3 separate regions of the Mus musculus genome follow, and all the other regions are linked to region 3. Evidence: chromatin contacts called from public HiChIP or PLAC-seq data. All regions are on one chromosome and are shown on one strand. The core of a region is the stretch at or near the end of the contact, and the rest is flanking DNA. Distances in the headings are between cores, read along the strand shown.

What was found. HiChIP or PLAC-seq counts read pairs in DNA pulled down with a chosen protein or histone mark.
Region 1: a contact with region 3 is called in an HNF4G HiChIP or PLAC-seq map of pancreatic cancer cells. The contact joins the promoter of Hcrtr1 here to the promoter of Iqcc in region 3.
Region 2: an H3K4me3 HiChIP or PLAC-seq map of bone marrow-derived macrophages shows a contact between it and region 3, with 3 times the contacts expected there. The contact joins the promoter of Tinagl1 here to the promoter of Iqcc in region 3. A contact is called at or near these places in 1 of 39 promoter capture datasets (the 3T3-L1 cell line) and 3 of 115 datasets of contacts at active chromatin or transcription factors (bone marrow-derived macrophages, microglia and pancreatic cancer cells).

What each region holds. Positions count from the first base shown.
Region 1 is chr4:130,137,752-130,140,628 of GRCm38.p6, reverse strand. It overlaps Hcrtr1 (hypocretin (orexin) receptor 1), which reads left to right and starts at 1,467. Exons shown (of 9, transcript NM_198959.2): 1 at 1,467-1,621; 2 at 2,433-2,550.
Region 2 is chr4:130,173,077-130,176,084 of GRCm38.p6, reverse strand. It overlaps Tinagl1 (tubulointerstitial nephritis antigen-like 1), which reads left to right and starts at 1,283. Exons shown (of 12, transcript NM_001168333.1): 1 at 1,283-1,362; 2 at 1,878-2,192. The coding sequence starts at 1,886. It overlaps Gm52490 (a long non-coding RNA gene), which reads right to left and starts at 2,763. Exons shown (of 3, transcript XR_003955116.1): 1 at 2,714-2,763; 2 at 2,314-2,373.
Region 3 is chr4:129,617,539-129,620,675 of GRCm38.p6, reverse strand. It overlaps Iqcc (IQ motif containing C), which reads left to right and starts at 1,583. Exons shown (of 5, transcript NM_198026.2): 1 at 1,583-1,662; 2 at 2,041-2,184; 3 at 2,760-3,012. The coding sequence starts at 1,621. It overlaps Ccdc28b (coiled coil domain containing 28B), which reads left to right. Exons shown (of 6, transcript NM_025455.2): 5 at 197-219; 6 at 1,230-1,402. The coding sequence ends at 1,284.

The DNA of each region.
Region 1 (2,877 bases), core at 218-2,717, 520 kb before region 3:
CTCTCTCACACACACACACACACACCACAGTCCCTCTTCTCTGGAGTCCTTCATCCATCCCCTGCCTCAGGCAGCACTCAGAGCAGACATGACAGTTTTAGAGTCCTAGAGATCTGTGGCCTATATTCTTGCATACAGATGCCACAACTACCCAAGGACAGAGTTTCTGCCTTGGGTCCAGCCACTCCCATTCTTCCAGAGTAGATAGAGGTCACCAGACCCAGAAGGGTGATGTCCTAGTCATCTGCTCACAGACCCCCTGTTTGCATCTCCAGTGCCTTAGAAGAGGGTCTGGCTGCAAAGGGAAGATGGTGGTTACAACTCCCAGGAAGGAAGGGATGTGTGAGAAAGGACCCTTGCTTGGACGACACTGTCTTGAGGTGATAGGTGGACAAAGTCCCCACCCACCTGCTAGGATTCCCAGGAGACCTGATCCAATCATGTGCACCTGCTGTTGTCTGCCTTAAAGACACACACACACACACACACACACACACACACACACACACACACCTCCGTGTTAACCCAAGGGCCACTTGGTCCTGCTTCCGGCTTCAGAGCAGGTGTTGCTGTTCTAGGAAGTCCTGGGTGAGCTCTTCTGCTCTGTTGTGACTCTCAGCTCCCTAGGTCTCACCCATCTTTGTGGACACCATAGGGAAATGCCTTACTCCCCGGAAGCCTACATCCTATGCAGAACTGGGGGTTAGAGGGGCTCTGGGAGATCTGAGAGTGAAACACAGGTTCGAACCTCAGCACTGCCTCTGACCTTGGGCAAAGCCCCGAGCTGTGTGTATCCAAGGACTTATCTGTAAAATGGGGACAGTAATAACTATCTCCCCCAGGCTGACGCGGGGATTAAATGAGATCATGCATTGAGTATCCTGTGGAAATGGCGGCCGTATTACAGGTTCATTGCTTGCCACAGAGATTGGTAAATATTGAGTTAATGAACGCCTCCAGCTTCCCTTCTTCTGCCTCCACCTCATGTCTGTGCTTTAGGAGGGGGAAAGTAAATGTGAACAAGAAGGATTTGGGGCAGGGAGAACGGGAAAGATCAGGGCTTTCTGACATCTCTGGACACCAGCTGCTCCAGCGCGTCCTGAGATTGCTTGAAGGCGGCACCGGCATCCTCTTACCCTTATGCCACTCACCTGTGCCACCACCCTAATCGGTCAGGTGAGGCAGCAAGTAGTGGTGGGGTCCACCCCTGCTCTGTGGCCCCTCGACGCTCCCCACCCCAGGTGCGTGCTGAATGCCGGGTGGCGGGAGCGTAAGTGTGCGAAGGATGTGAATGAGCCAGTGGACGCGTGAATGGAGGTGGATGGAAGCGTGAAGTACAAGGCGGGGCTCCAGCTGGGTGACCTCGAGTGCAGACAGGCCGGGGCTCCCTCCCCTCTCCTCCCAGCATCCCGCTCCGCTCCCCTCCCCGCGGCGCGCAGCCCTCCCTAGCCCTCCCGAGCTACCGCGGGCACCAGAGCCGGGACCACGCAGCCACTGAGCGGACAGCGCCGCCTCAGGAGGGGGCTACCCCGCCGCGTCTCCAGTTCCGCACCAAGGCGAAGTCCCGCGAGCAAGGTCCAGGTTCCAGCAACGGAGGATGCCCGGGGCCGGGAGCCAACAGGTGCGGGGCGTGGGCGACCCCCAGGACTGACTTGGGGATTCCAGAAGAGCATCGGCAGGTGATGGAGGGGGCTGGAGTCTCTGGGGACCTGGGTGCCGGAAGACTGCGCCACCCCCCACTCCGCTCACCTCCGGGAGGTACCCTTTAGCGCACTTGCTGCCCCTTCTGGGAATCCTCCCAGACCCCCTAAGGAGCAGGGAGGTCCCGCTGGGAAATCGGTAGGCCAATGTCTCTGCCCCTTCCCCTAGGGCTCTCGAAAGGACTGTCCATCCTCTTAACACCAATCTGGGGTCGTCCCTACCCAGCCAAGGGAAGAAGGGGTCTGAGCAAGGGAGGAGGGAGCGGCCTGAGCCAGGCCGGATTTATGAATGGAGAGCGGCCTGCGCACCGGCTCAGCGACCCCTGGCGGCCGTCGGGGAGCATCTCGGCCCCGGGGACTCCAGGAGACCTAGCAAGGGGGGTCTTGAGAAGCCTGTTTCTTGGCGTGAGGATCCTCCTTTCGTCTCTCCTAGGAAGGTGCTTACCCGCACTCCTCTTCGCGGGTCTGTGCGTTCCCGCGCGTGTACGCTCACTGAGGAGGATCTGGCAAGTCTAGTGGGCGGGACCTAGGTCTTTAATATCTCCCTGCACCCTTTTCCCAGCCAAGGGAAAAGGCTTGAGGACTGACTCAAGAAAGAATATTTGTCGTTGGGGATGGGTTTCCTTCCTAAATCTGTGGTGGCCGGAGGACTCAGACTGTCCTGGATTGGCTTTGTGACCTTGAACAAGGGACTCAACCTCTCAGCTTCCCGTCTCTCCATCCACACAACAGGGCTTGCTAATAATGATACCGAATACTGACTGGAGGGCCAGCTTCTGGGTGTACCAGGCTCTGGGTGAAGTAGTTCCCAAACCTTAGAGCTCAATACTCTTCATCGTGGCTCTGGAAGGTAGGTAACTTTAATACTCTGTTGGACCACTGGGTGGGGAAACTGAGTCTCAAGGAGGGAGGTAAAAGGTGCCTAGCTCCACCATTCCCACCCCATGACTAAGAATAAAGAGACGGAGGTAGACAAAGTCCCTAATGTCCTCTTCTTTCCTTCCTTCCTTCCTTCCTTCCTTCCTTCCTTCCTTCCTTCCTTCCTTCCTTCTTTCCTTCCTTCCTTCCTTCCTCCCTCCCTCTCTCCCTCCCTCCCTTCCTCCCTTCCTTCCTTCCTCCCCTCCTTTCTTCCCTCCTTCCTTTCTTCCCTACCTCCTCTCCCTCAGGAAGTTTGGTC
Region 2 (3,008 bases), core at 34-2,533, 560 kb before region 3:
GCAAGCCCCATTGCCCACTGAGCCATTCTCACCAGCCCCACAGTTTTTATACGATGCTAAACACGAACTCAGGGCTCTGTACACGCTAAGCAAGCACTCTATCAAGGAAGCTGCATCCAGACCTTGTCTGTTCTCTTGAGCCTCAGTTTATCTTTTAGGCTTCGTGCTCTCAGATCCTTTCAGAGTACGAATGGATAGGTCTGTATGTTGGGTGCTTCCGCACCCCCTGGTGCCTCACCACCCTTGCCTCACAGCAGGGGGTAGCTCGGTCACAAGAATCCCTTGTACTGACTGCTCTCTGCAGAGAGTGACAGCTAAGGGGAGGTGTCTCGGAGAACTAAGAGAATCCCCGCGCTCCTGCTTGCCCCAGAGAAGGCTAGGATAACTGTCTAGGTGTGGTGTCCTTCCTCCACCTAGAGAGTCCTCTGGCCCTGGGCCCAATCTGTTGGAAGAAGGAGCTTGCACAATGGGGAGGCACAAAGTGACAGCCGGAAGGCCTCAAGGGACAGAAGCCCCATTGTGTGAGGGCAAGGCAAAGGTTAGACCAGAAACGGAAAGGGGCTCTGCAGGGGGCCCCAGCTGCCAGGGCCCTTGATGTGGGGCCCGCCACGGGACCTTGGGCCAAGAAGGATGCCCTTGGGCCTGGTGGAGGGGGCAGTGTTGGGCAAGGTGCCCATCACTGGGGGAGGGCAGACCCCACAAGGGGCGGCTGGGTAAGCTCAGACTCCGCACCGCACCCACCTCCTGGGGAGGAGCTGCCCGGAGCTCCGTGAGCCTAGGCAGCTTCCTGAATCATCCCTTGGGAATTCCTGTCATTCCTGGGAGCTGCTGTGGCTTGGAGTGGCCCCCAGCCCAGGGTCACTGGGTCAAGGATGTGCCTGGCTATTTTTCTTCCTGGAGGGCCGGGTTGGGGGGGGGGGTTAGAGATTTTTGCCCCTAGCTCTTGGTCCCTATCAAGTCCTGAACTCTGATCGTAGCTGCCTCCTCGCCCGCTTCTGTTCACGTTTTCAGCTTCGTAAAATCGCTGGGAAAGTCCTTCCTACTATCAGTCCACAATTCTTTCTCCGTGAGTTGCAGTTCTGCTCCCTAAGAAGAGGGTTCCATTGACAAGAGATCCCTCAAGGAGGACAGTCGCGTACACATTGTCCTTAAGCCGTTCCCTCGGAGCTAAGGGCTACTCCAGGTACCTACAAGTGGGCCCCGCCCTCCCCTCCCACAGTCCGGGGTTGGGGCGGGTGCTGCCGGCAGGGCGGTACAAAAAGCGTCCCGCCCTGCGCTCCTCACTTGACTCGGTCTGGCAGTCTCGAGCTTGGAGGCGGAGGCGCGCAGGGCAGCCTGGGTCCAGCCCACACCCCTCACCAGGTAGGGACTCTCCCTGATCAGAGGGTAGAGGGTGTTGAGAGAAGGAGCAGCGAGGAGGGGGCACACTGAGGGAGAAGGACCCAGGGCAGAGAGGCACAGAGGAGAGGGTCAGAGGGACGCAGAGCAGAGGGTCAGAGGGACACAAGGACAGAAGGGCGGGGGCATGCATAAGGAGGAAACACAGAGTCAACAATCCAACTCAGATGCGTCAGAGAGGTAGAGGGACCAAGGGCAGGAGAGGAGAATGCGTGTTGGAAATGTCAAGGTCCCATTTCCTTGTCCATGACAGTCCCTAAACAGGTCAGGGAGGGGGGTCTACTTCTTGTCCCATGAGTGGACTGACATCTAGTGCTGTCTTTTCCCTCCCGGAGACTCGGGAGTCAGGGTTCCCCGCTTTGCTGAGCCTCCTAGGAAAGCTCCAGGACGTGTGAAGGGAGACCCACCCTTGACGTTTGTTAGGGAGTCTCCAGAAGCCAACACCTCTGACCCCTGACCTCTGTTCTCCTCGGGTCTAGGAGGCACCATGTGGGGATGTTGGCTGGGGCTGCTCTTGCTGCTGCTGGCTGGCCAGGCTGCCCTGGAGGCCCGGCGGAGTCGTTGGCGCAGGGAGCTGGCGCCAGGGCTGCACCTGCGGGGCATCCGGGACGCCGGTGGCAGATACTGCCAAGAGCAGGACATGTGCTGTCGAGGCCGTGCTGACGAGTGTGCCCTGCCCTACCTGGGAGCCACCTGTTACTGTGACCTCTTCTGCAACCGCACCGTCTCTGACTGCTGCCCCGACTTCTGGGACTTCTGCCTCGGGATTCCACCCCCCTTCCCTCCCGTCCAAGGTGGGCACCGAGATGGCCAGCAGAGCGGCCACCTTGTCACTCCCAGTCCCAACGAGGCTCAGGAACAAGGCTGATAATGGGTATTTCCAGGCTTTGAAAAATGTAGAAAAGAAATCCTCACCCTGTTTCCTGCCCCTCTGGAAGTCCCTCGTGTGGTCTTACTTGACTCTTTCAAGCAACACTGAAAAAAAATAGTCCTGTTAGGCCCTAGGGCAGGGCAGACAGGCTCCAGCACTATCTCTCAGTCAGTATGGGGAAGGTGGCAGCCCCACCTGCTGACTCATCCTGAGGCTGATAGAGCACGAAGGGCCCAGCCAGGTTGTCATAGCCAGAGACCTCACTTAGGATTCAGCACCTCTGAGAATGGCCTGCACGTGTCCTTTCCCTGTCCCAGTAGGAGAACTACGGAAGTCCTTCCTGTCGCATCCCAAACCCTGCTGGGCTTTGGGCTAAGGAAAACCCATGCCTTAGTTGCTTTATATCAAAATGCTGGGCCTTTTAAAAGGAGTTGCTTGCCTTACCTGGGCTTCAGTTTCTTTCCTAAAGCTCCTTCCATGCCCATGGGCAAGTCCCAACTCATTTGAGTGACAAAGGGTACCAGGAATGTCATGGCTGGCATCCAGGTGAAACGACATGGACCCAAACGGAGTCCTTGAACAGCTTGTGTGTGGCACCCTGTGTGGGAACCCGTGGATGTTCTAGGATGTAGTTTGGGATGTAGTTTGTCTCTAGATTTCGTTGGGCTGGGATTGGTGTGTGATTACCACCAGCTCGGGAGGTTTGGGGCTGCTCCTCCTGAAGTCCCTCGTGTAGTCT
Region 3 (3,137 bases), core at 334-2,833:
ATAGAGCTGGCTGTTGTGGATCCTGGGACACCAAGGGTGGAGAGGGCACAGGCTCCCAAGTCTCCCATGGAAAGTTGGGTACATGAACCCAAGAGTTGTGAGCCCCCCCTCCCCCAAGCTCCACCAGTAGGCCTTCCCCAGAGCATCCAGGTTTGTTCTGGGTCCCCTGACATAAACCTTTTCTCTGTGTTGACAGCTGGAAGATCTTAGCAATTCCATGTATCCTTTCCAAGGGGCCTTAGGGATTCACATGCCGCTAGGGTGAGGGAGAAATGAGGAGCAGGAGATGAGTTTCTTCGTTCCTATCTCTATTCACACATAACAAATATTCCCATCTTCAGCTCTCATACTGACTCAGAATTGGCAACAAACTGGCCCCACTTAAGAGGAATGTAGAATTTCCCAAATTCTAAGGGAAAAATGCATCAGGTGTGGTGACACAAAATGTTAATCCCAGCACTTGGAAGGCAGAGGCACGGAAGTGGAGCTCTTGGGTTTTGAGGTCATCCAGATCTACATAGTGAGTTCTAGGACAGCTAGAATTAAACAAACAAACAGAGCAGGGCCATGGAGGAGAGAAAAATGCATGTAAGAAGTATGTTTCAAACAGTGATATCTTTTTTGTTTGAGACCGTCTCACTGTGTAAGCCCTAGCATGATGGAAATCTTTGAAGCAGACACCGACACATAGCAAAGCTTGTCTGCTGTTCTCCTGCCCTTTCCGCCTTTTCTGTTAGGGGGCAAGAGAGATTCTGGGATTCGAAACAGGGTTTCTCTTTGTAGCCCTGGCTGTTCTGAGTAAAGCAGGCTGGCCTTGAACTCACAGAGATACAGAGATCCACCTGCCTCTGCCTCCCAAGTGCTGGAATTAAAGGCATATGCCACCACATCTGGCTTTCAGATTTTAATCTTTTTTTAAAGATTTATTTATTTATTTATTATATGTAAGTACACTGTAGCTGTCTTCAGACGCACCAGAAGAGGGCATCAGATCTCATTACGGGTGGTTGTGAGCCACCATGTGGTTGCTGGGATTTGAACTTCGGACCTTCGGAAGAGCAGTCGGGTGCTCTTACCAACTGAGCCATCTCACCAGCCCCCAGATTTTAATCTTTATTTAGGTGGTTGTGCCCTGGTGTGGTGGTCCTGAACACACACACACACACCTGTACAGTGTGGGAAGACGTGGATACACAGGTCCAAAGTGTCACAGTCCTTGACTGACACAGACAGAAGCTACACTTGGCAGAGAATGCTGAGCCTGAGGACCAGCCAGCTGCGTAGGTGTCGCCTAAACTCTTCTGCTACTCTCCTCTTCAAACTGTGAATTTTACGGATTCGGAAGCCCCTTGGTGCTATGGGGTCGGGGGCACTGGTTGGAATTAAACAAACAGAAAAGCGACTACTCGGTGCTCTCCTTGTTCTCACTGTGCCAAACACAGGGTTGGGGAGGGGGGCCGCACCCGGATGCGTGCGTCTGACGGAGAAGCCCAGCGTGTGTCCCTGGAGACGCGGGTGGGGCCCTATGTTTGCGCATGCCCAGGAGCGGCGCTGTCTGAAGACTCACTGCGCAAACGCACGCAAGCGAGTGACGCACAGCGCAGGGCGGTTGGCGAGGAGATGGATCCCGACCTTTTCCTTCGAAAGGTGTCTACATTGCAGGTCGGGATGGAATTGCGAGTGCACCTGGGGTGAGGGGCTGGACCTTCCGGCGAAATGCTGTCACATAACATCTTACTCGCACGCCCCCGCACTGCACTGAAGAATGCGGAGCTCTGGCCGGGTTAGGGAAGAGAATGAGGGTCAGCATCTTCTCTTCAGCTCCCAGAGCTCCAAACCACACTCGCCTAACCCTTCCCCATGACCGTGTTCCCTCTGGCAGCCCCCAGCATGCAAAGATCTCTCTCTTTTGGGCTCAGAGGTCGAGTGCTTGCCCACCATGTGCAAGGGCTTGGCAACGACAAAATCAAGAGTGCTTGCCAAAATACCGTTTTTCCAAAAATGTTAAGGGCTAGCTTTTCCACTTGTTCTCTACATTAGGCCGGCTTCCGAGGCTTCTTGGTCCGACGTCAATTCCAGAGCCTTCGAGCCGAGTATGAGGCAATTGTACAAGAGATTGAGGGTGACCTCAGCACTCTTCAGTGGACTGGGGGCTGGATCCCCAAGCCCGTATTTCTCCCAGAGGTACGACACTGCAGGGGAAAGGAAAGGAGAACCTGCTATCGGGTTCAAGGGAATGGTGGGTCTTCCCTCTTTGAAGATTTATTTTAATGTGTGAGGGTGTTTTGCCTGTTGTTTGTACACTGTATGTAGCCTGGCACCCCCAGAGGTCCAAAGAGGACATTAGACCCTCTGGAACTGGAGTTAACAACTGTGAACCACCGTATGGGTGCTGGGAACTGAACCTGGGTCCTCTGAAAGAACGAGTTCCTTTAACTGCTGAGCCATCTCTCCGGCAAGCTCCAAAAGTCTGTAGACACAGAGCCTTACTAGGTAGTCCGGGCTGGCCTTGAACTCAACGGATTTCCTGCCTCAACCTCCCCAGATGCTTGCATTAAAGATGTATACTACCCCTTAGACTGGACTTGTTTTTTTCTGCCAAAAGCCTCAGTAGTCATTGGAAGAGAAAGCAGGTTCACTTCCTCACCCGAATCCCTAATCCTGCCCACTTGCCCACTAGACTATGGTTTCTAGACATGGGGGAGGGGGGGGGAGAGCGTTAGCCCTGCAATTCTCACCCCTTTCCAAATTCTCATAAGGCAAAATCTCATCAGTCCTGGAAAGCAGAGAAAATATCAAACCCAGAGCAGAAACTATGGAGCCATTCCCCACATAAAGACTCTGAAAAAGAGCTCATTTGGGAGGAGATGGTGCAGAAGAAGACAGAAAAGAGCCCAGCAAATCCAGGAAGTCTTTGCAGAGATGACAGCGCCTGGCCGCAGGCTGAGCAGGGCAGGAAAGCCAGCCAGGGAAACAGCCAAGATACCTCTGTCTCCAAGATGGAAAATGCAGGTACTTATCTGGCTAGATGGGGCAAATCTGACCTCCTCCGGTCTCAGCCGCCCATGAACCATGAAAGGATATAGTTGCAACCCTCCCCCACCTCCTTCCCTCTGCCTGAGAGCGGGAAGGGTTGC